Regions from separate parts of the Arachis hypogaea genome. Here all the other regions are linked to region 2. A link is a contact called in public Hi-C data. All regions are on one chromosome and are shown on one strand. Each heading gives the region's core, a stretch centred on a gene start, on an enhancer-like site or on the middle of the called end of the contact. The rest is flanking DNA. Distances are from core to core; before and after follow the strand shown.

Region 1 (2,911 bases), core at 263-2,762, 210 kb before region 2:
GGGCCCAATCATATAAAATTAGATTAGTTTTCTTTCCTAATTTTACTTATGTATTGTTATTTGCACTTATTAATAAAGAAAAATGTATGATTTTTTTTTATAAAATATTAAATATGTACCCACCAAAAAATGAGTGGAAGAATGAAGAGAAGATTAACCTACACTGTATTCCATCACAAGAATTCTATTATTTGTATTCACAAATGTCACAGAACACAATACATTTTCCTAAGTAGAAAAGAAGAAAAGGTAAGAGACTAAAAGTAAAAAGAAGAAAGAAACAAGATAATAGATGGATTTAGAGTTATGAAAAGAGAGAGAGAAAGAGAGGCCTAGAAGATTACCCTACAAAACACAAATATCAACAAAATCTCCCTATTCTTCACAACTCACAAGGAAAACCCATCCAATCAGCAATCACTAACACTGATAAGAGAGCTATACTTCTTGTGGTGGCCCATCCCCTCTGCCTTCTATTACTTCCTAAACTAAAAAATTCTTCTTAGAAATTTAAAAAAAGGAAAATAAAAAAAAAGAGAAGCATAATAAGAAGAATATTCATATTGAGAGAGAGAGAGAGAGAAGAGAGAAGCAAATCAACACGAGTAGGCCAAACGTTGGGCCACACGATCCCTTAGAATTCCGTTATACAAAGCTACCCTGTTTTCTGGCATTCCTCTTCTTCTTCTTTCCCCATTTCCGCAAGTTTCAACCTTTGATTCTGATTCTGATTCAGATTCATAGTTTGACCTAATCCTCCTCCTGAACTCTTCTCCGTCTCCACAAGAATCCATCACGTCCTCTGCAAAGTGCACCCTTTTCTTCTTCTTCTTCACACTCTTCTTCCCAGCTGCAACAATTAACATGAATTTAGAGAAGAAACAGGGCCAAAGACTAAAGCTTTTGCATTTTCTTGTGAATGTGTAACGAGAAACAGGAGAAGGAAAAAACAAAGACAAAAGCAGAGTACATACCAGAGGAAATGCAAGATCGGAGAGTTTTTGGAGTTTGGGAAGTAGGGATTTCGTGGAAGGAGAATTGGGTTGGCGGGAAAGATTTCTGAAGGCGGAGAGCGAGGAGGATCACCGTGCCGGAGACAGCCATGGCGGTTGCAAACACCACACCTTGTGCGCTCATCATTGAAGACATGCGGCTTGATTTGATGGCGATGGTTCTTCAAAGAAGAGGAAGAGATGGAAATGAATGAAGGGAATGGATGTGGTAAAGGTTTTGGGAGAAAGGGGAGAGTGAGAGGAAGGAGCAGTTTTCCTTTTCTTTCTTCTGAGAGAGAAGAGAGAGCAATCAATCAATATTTGTATATTTTTATTATTACTTATTTATTTATATTTTATAGTAAAGTAAAGGGAAATGGTGATGGTATGAAGGAGAGCAACAAGCATTTATATTTTGCATTCAATGACAATTCTCTTTGATTCTTTATTTTATCGGGAATCTTCACAAAGCAAAACACCTATTTATTATGCGAAATCTTAATTACACAATCTAAAAGTACGTCATAATTGGCAAAAATATAATAGTGCTTAGTATATACAACTATTTAATAACAAAGTCTTTATTAACATCCGTGCATTACCCGGATTTTACATGGTATATATTTATGATGCACGGACACGCGATCCGAAATATATGATAAATTTTAAAATTTTATAAAATATAATATACATATAAATATAAAATATTTTTTAGTTAAATTATAGTAATATTTTAATATTTTATTAATATTAAAATATAAATTATTTTTTATTATTTTAAATGTTTTTTAATTATATAAATATTTAAAATATTTTTTATTTTAATAACTAATAATATATATTATTTTTAAGATAAATGTTATTATATTCTCTTTAAAATAACATGTAAATTATCTTTTTTGATATGTCATATTTTAATGGATATTTATTTATTTTAATATTTTAGTAAAATTTATTAGATGACTAATTTATCTAATAAAATAAAAATAAAAAATTAATTTTTGGTCATTAAAATTTGTTGGAAATTTAACAAAATATTTGAAAAATAATGTTATATATTACTCTTTTATTTTTCACATAAAAATCTCTGATTTTTAATAAAAATTAAATAAAAATCTAAACCTTCATAAAAAATAATTGTATACTAGCTACATTAATTTTTTAAAAAAAGATATAAAATGTTTCAATTTCTTCCTTTTTTTTTTCATATAATTTGAAACCAAATTGTATAGAATAAATTTTCAAATTTAAAGATCTATTTGACACGATAAACTTTTTAAATTGAAAATTTTCACGGTGACACTAATTTGTGTTTTTATTTTTAATTTGTCATATCAATATTTTAATTTAGAATTTAGTTAATATAAGAAAATTTTTAAATTAATATTTTAATAAATATATAACAAATGTATGAAAATAAATATCGAATTAGAATATGACACGTTAGAGAGAGTAACTTACATGTTACTTTAAAGAGGGTAGGTATTTTTAAACTCATTTTAAGAAAACATGTTACAAATAATACTGGACACGTAATGATATTTAGATGTGTTCAAAAATTTTTTTTTATTAAAACACGGTTGGATACAAAAAATACGTGTGTCGGACGAGTATGTCGTGTCCGAAATATATCTGACACGCGAATATATATATAATTTGTATATGAAACTCAATTATTAAAATCATCTATCATATATTTGTGTATAAATACATATATAATTTAATTCATTTTTAATATGTATTTTATATTCTAATATGTATTTTATACTGATAGCTAATTTTAGTATGTATCTAGTATTTTTTTGGTGACTTGTATGCATTTAGTATGATTAAAATATATAAGAATTTAATTTTGATAATGTAAAATAATTATTTAATTATATCATTTTTTTATTTTTATTTACATGATTAATATAAAA
Region 2 (3,089 bases), core at 472-2,971:
TACTAGAATATACGAACTTACAGTAATTAGAATATTGACTTCTCTATCCAAAAATTTTGAAATGGAGAAAATTACCTTAAAATACTGACTCCAAAGACTAGCCTTGCCCAGGCTCAAAGGGTGATCTTCCTGAGAAATTTCATGTCGCCTTAACAGGCCATCACTGTCACCTTCCTTGTGCTGGTTCGCGGAACTTAATTCTTTGCCTTCCCTCCAGATATGTTCTGACTGTCTTAGATTCAACAATAAAACAATCAATGAAAAGACGAGCTAAAATACATATCACATTTCGCAGTAAAACTAATAGTTAATATGAATATAAACTGCTTATGTTAAGAATTACAAATTTGAAGCATCTTACTGGATTCAGGAGAAGTTCCTCTTTCAGATTAGAATACTTTTGTCTATTCTCTTTCAATTCCTTCTCCCACAGGTCCTGAGATGAAGGTAAGTAACCCAAGAGAAGCTGGATATGTTGAATCATAGCAGGACAATTAGCTCTGCTTGTATGCCAAAACATATATAGATAAAATTTTCCCCCTAGATTGGTGTTACTTATCTAAATATTAAAATTAAAGCATTTGATATTCTCATTAAGATACAAATTTAGCGTAACAGTGTTAAAAATTCGTATCAGCTAAAAATTGACAAGATAAATTCTTCTAAGATTTAGGTTTGCGTGAAAATCAAAGCTACTGGCCTACTGATAGTCTGATACTTGCATCAAGCAAATACGCTGAATTACCTTCCACGCTATTGCACGCAAACCTCCTCCATCAGGACTACCAGTGCTAGCAATTCTTTGCAACTTCTCCAAATTAATCTCCCTTTGAGAAAGCTACATAACAAAGAATTCAAATAATTGAACAACGATTGATGAACATTTAACACTTATTAATAGCAAAAGGATTCGAAAATTGAAAATGATTAGGTTTTAACAACTTAAATCATGCATCGAAAAGAATTTCACATTTAATTTTCAAATATTACTCCGTTCGTGACATAATAATTTCATAAATTAAACCCATAAAAAAAAAGTTGAAAATCACGTGTGACCTCATGTTCTAAATCAGATCTTTTCTCTTCCTCTGAAGTGGACTTCAACACGGAAACCGGATTAATGGTGTCCTTACGCGGCCTCTGCCGGGTTTTATGGTCCATGCCATTACCACCACCACCACCGTCATCATCGTTATCTATAGCTTCATCAGCATCATCACTCTCTCTGTGCAACCGTAATGCAGCTGGATGAATCGGTTCCAGCTCTTCGCCAAACTCGAACTCTTCGGATTCTGATCCTCCAGCAATCAAGCTGCCAAGCTGGTCGGGACTTGGAAGTGGACGTGGAAGCTTGAGCTTGCCTTTGAGCATGGCGGATGAGTTGCAGTGAGAAAGGGAGAGTGCATTGTGGTTCTTCTGCTTCTGCCGTTTTAGTCAGAAGAAGAAGAAGAATGGTAGTTACTCGTAAGGTTTGAATGGCAGTTAGGCGCCACTGAATTTTTTTGTTTTTTTTTGTTTTTGTCGTTGTCATGGGCTAGGCACCTGCCCAACTCACAACACAGAGGAACAGCTGGACACAAGGAAAAAAAGGAAAAGGAGAAACGACAATAACAAACATATTTCGAGCTTCCACTTCAACCCCCTGCGCTGCCTCCATGACTGCTGCAATTTCTTCATCTTCAAAGGGTTGACGCCAATGATGAGACCGTAAATATCCACCATTGCCTCCAAACACCTCGAGCTTTCTAGAAATTTCTTTTTTGAGCAATGAGCTCTTTAGATTTGAATCCGCTAAGTCCATGTTAGACTGGGCCTCATGTTGGGCTTAACAACACTATGTCCTTTGCTTTGGACACATGTAGCTATTATTTTCTGTTTTGGGCTTTGGCCTGTTCCAGTACCAAAAGAAAATCATACTTCACGTGTAGTTTAGTGGTCGGCCTCAATTTTTTTCTGTTTTTTTTTTTTAAAAGTAAATGAACAAAAGTACATGTTCTAGGGATTACTTGAAACGCTAATTTGGGCCTGAATGTGAGGTGCAGATTTTTTTTGAGGCAACGTTCGACTTGTACTGGTGCTGAAATGTCGCCGTCCGAGTTCCTTGTGAAGAGGTGGGAGTAGTACCTGTAAGAAACTCCGATGTTTAAGTTAGCAAGGAATTTAAGTAGGTTTTTAGCAGATTGGGACTTGAATATACCTGAGAAGTGTCAGTGTATTTATAGCAGAATAGATAACTACCTTTTTGAAGTAGTTCCACCTTTGTTAGTGGATAACAGTTCCCTTTATCTTGGGAGTTTGTTGAGATCTATCTTCTACATAGTAGAGATAGTAGAAGAGATTTAGGGAGATAGTTACTTATTCAGATAAGTGGGCTAAACCTCCTTTGTCGTACTTGACCTCTTGATAGGTCGGGCAAGTAGAAGTGGACATCCTTTTTGGGTAGGCCTTTTTTCTTATTGGGCCTGACTTTATATTTTTGGGTCAGGGTATGAACAATGCCTTTACTTGAGTCCGAACCTTCATAAGGTCAGGCTCGAGTATTTGTGTCCCCAGCTTCCTTCGTCGAGTACGTCGCCTTCCAGAAGCCAGGTACTCGACGTGTTTCAAAATTTTTGAAATGTTGCTTTCCTTAATTATGTAGCGTCGTTATGCGGCAGTTTCTTGGGGATTTGTGTGACTTTTAAAGAGGGGTGCATAAATGTCCCTTTTGTTCCTTGTATATTATAAATTCTTCACTTTTTTTCTCTTCCTTTTTTTTCGTTTCTAAAATGTTTGCTTTCTCTCTTTCTTTCACTTTCTTTGAACTCCTTTCATGTAACCATTCCCAGTTCAAGATTCCTTCATATCGAAGCTTTACAAGATTTGGTTTGCATTTTTCGAGAGGACGACCTTTTGTGTTTTCGCCATTCAATTGTGCCCTTCGCGTTTTCAATTTCGTAGCTGTGTTTGCCCCCAAATGGGGTTACTTTAAAGTGGTTGGGAGTGACACCATTTCTGTATTTGGAAGTATGTTGTGGTATTTTGTGTGTAAGAAATTTTTGATTTCGTACCTTTTCAAATTGTTGATGATGACCCAATTTCCTTTGATT
Region 3 (2,811 bases), core at 97-2,596, 200 kb after region 2:
TGGTGCATCCTCGTGTTTCATGGCCTATGTATCCACAATAATTGCAAAAGTTACCAATTTTTTCGTACTTGAGTGAGACCTCCAGCACCTTTTTGTTGGGGTCGGCAATCTTGAGTGTTCTCTTAAGTGGTTTTGTAATGTTGAGACTTATTTTGGACTTTTATAATGCAGTTCTCCCTGCCTTTCACATAGAAGAAATCAACATTCAAGACGTTCCCAATAGCACTCTCCAATTTTCGTCCCAGTTTTTTTGTTTTGTAGTGCTCCGGTAATTCCTATATTTGGATCCAAATTGGGACTTTTGAAAATTTTGAATCTTCTATAACTTCATCCTTCTTTTACCATTTTAGATTTAATATGTAATTTTTAAGCAGTCATGGTACTCATCTTTCGATTCTGACGACATCTTTTTCTTCTTCAAAAAACAATTGGAAAAGATTTCTTCCTGTGTCCACAACTTTAAATCCTTTTGGACGTCTCCATATTGCTTGAATAGCAGGTTCAATTGTGCCAATGAAAAAGGCTGTCTGCCAAGAGTCTTCCTATCAAGCTTTTTGAACACTTTTCCACCTCTACTTGTATATCCTTCTCATCGATTGTGATTATTGCGTCTTCCATGTCAGTTTTGTCTTCTGTTGTAGCAGCATTGGCTGCCATCCTGAGACTTGATCACTCACACTCACTCTCACTGGTTGAAACTTTATTGCTCACGCACGCTGGCAGGTTAAGTTTTGATTACTCACTCACAGGTTGAATCTTGCTTGATCACTCACACTCACTCTCACAAGTAAGAATTAGGATTACCCTACTAAACCCTAGCAGAGCACTTCTAAACCCTATGGTCCCTATGGTCACTTTTTTACATTTTTAAACACGTCAAATTTAACATTAGTTTATATATATTTTTTAATTAATTTTTAAATAATATAATATTTATCCCACTGTAGTTTCAATTAATTTCTGTAATTTTGACACCATAATCAACGGTATTGTTTGTTCCACGCTTGAGAAAATCGCATTCAGGTCTTTCTTTTTCAACTTATAATTTTTTCTCTTTTTATTTTATTTTTTTAATGTGTGAATTTCGCTGTTTGAGCTTTAGTTCAGTTAATTCTTAGTTGTAATTCTTTTTGCTGTCAGATCATGTTAATGTGCGTGATGTTTTTTTTTTTTAATTTTTTATTCTCAAATTCATGTAATGAAAGATAATGTAGAGGGTGGCTGACGGTGCTTGTGGTGGTGGGAAAGGGAGTGGAGGAGGGTGAGTGTGGGACTGTGGGATGGGGCGGAGCAGGAGGAGGTGAAGATGAGTGCAAGGATAATTTTGGTATTTTATATTAAAACAAACCATATTAAGGGGGTTAATATATATTGAAAAACCAAGGAGGAATTGGGTGTAGTTTAGGCAAATCTGGATTTGTAAGTATAATTTCTCAGAAATAAAGATTGGCTTAAGTCAACAATGTGTAAAGACAAAAGTTAATTCTTAGAGGACTTGCTAGTTTTGTGTCCAAGATTTGGAACCAATCTCCTGCATGACACGGCTCATGACTTGATGCATATTGCATGATTTTAATTTCCACACGGAATGTGGAGTGTGGACCACTCCTTTCTGCATCATGTGTGGAATTTGGGAGTGAGACTCAGCAATGCATGAGAGTCAGTCAACTCCTGTAATGGAGCCTGAGCCTTACTTAACTGTTGTGTTTTGGCTAGTGAGTTCATCACTAAGAATCATTCTCATTTCAGAATAGTTAAGACTCCACAAAATCCTATGGCATCAACACCTGCTCTGTTATTGCTAGTGTTGTTGATGCTATTTGCAAATGAAACCACAGCTGAGACAAACCACACCCACCTCATTCCTATAGGATCTACGATCTCTCCTACAGGCAAAAATACTTCATGGTCTTCACGTTCTGGCCTCTTTGCTTTTGGCTTTTACCCTCACGGTAACAGCTATGCTGTTGGAATATGGCTGCTTACTCAACCTAAACACACAATTGTGTGGACTTATCATCCTTATAGTCCATCAATGTCTTCAAATTCCACATTGAGATTGACCAAAGAAGACGGGCTACTTCTTCTGCAAGAAAATGAAGACCCAGAGTTTCTCATTCCACTTTATTTTTTACATCAGGCTAAAGTAGAAGTGGCTTCAGCATCTATGCTTGATTCTGGCAACTTTGTGCTTTATGATAAGAATTTTAGTATGTTATGGAGTAGTTTCGGTGACCCAAGTGACACCATATTAGGTGGCCAGAATTTAACAGGTGGAATGGGCCTGGTCTCTAGTGTGTCACAATCAGACCATTCGAGTGGACATTTTTTGCTAAGCAGGCAGCTTGATGAACACCTAGCTGCTTGCCGTGTGAACAGCACATGTGAACCGGAGGATGCTTATTGGGCTAAAAACACATACTTTGAAGGTTATGGTTATCTACAGCTCAGTCTTAGCATTGAAGGTTCGCTTTGCCTAAAAGATTATTCCTCTGGTTCTGAACTGGAGTGTTTAGCTAGTAGCAAGAACCTCACAGACAAGTCAAAGAATGCAACTTTTATCTACCGTGCTACACTTGATGAAGATGGGGACTTCAGACTGTATGCTCACCAATTCGAGGGAAATACTAGCTCAGGTGTGCAAACGCTGTGGAAAGCCGTGGAGGGGGATAAATGTCAAGTCCCACTTTGTGGCTTGAACAGTTACTGCTTCATCAAGAGCGACAAAGTCATGTGTCAGTGTTATCCCGGTTTCATCCCTATCAAGAGTGGTGGTAACGATACCAGGTTTCTCGACTGCGAACAGAACCA

The links. Hi-C and Micro-C count contacts between places; a contact is called where the count stands out from the background.
Region 1: a contact with region 2 is called in a Hi-C map of an unstated tissue, with 3 times the contacts expected there. The contact joins the promoter of LOC112738232 here to the promoter of LOC112738233 in region 2. A contact is called at or near these places in 2 of 8 Hi-C or Micro-C datasets (leaf and an unstated tissue).
Region 3: a Hi-C map of leaf shows a contact between it and region 2, with 3 times the contacts expected there. The contact joins the promoter of LOC112738236 here to the promoter of LOC112738233 in region 2. A contact is called at or near these places in 3 of 8 Hi-C or Micro-C datasets (all in leaf).

What each region holds. Positions count from the first base shown.
Region 1 is chr13:43,398,448-43,401,358 of arahy.Tifrunner.gnm2.J5K5, forward strand. LOC112738232 reads right to left here and starts at 1,513. Exons shown (of 2, transcript XM_025788580.3): 1 at 975-1,513; 2 at 169-850. The coding sequence starts at 1,149. The coding sequence ends at 597.
Region 2 is chr13:43,608,507-43,611,595 of arahy.Tifrunner.gnm2.J5K5, forward strand. It overlaps LOC112738233, which reads right to left and starts at 1,722. Exons shown (of 8, transcript XM_025788583.3): 1 at 1,057-1,722; 2 at 746-838; 3 at 362-466; 4 at 76-228. The coding sequence starts at 1,371.
Region 3 is chr13:43,812,747-43,815,557 of arahy.Tifrunner.gnm2.J5K5, forward strand. It overlaps LOC112738236 (G-type lectin S-receptor-like serine/threonine-protein kinase LECRK2), which reads left to right and starts at 1,347. Exons shown (of 1, transcript XM_025788587.3): 1 at 1,347-2,811. The coding sequence starts at 1,775.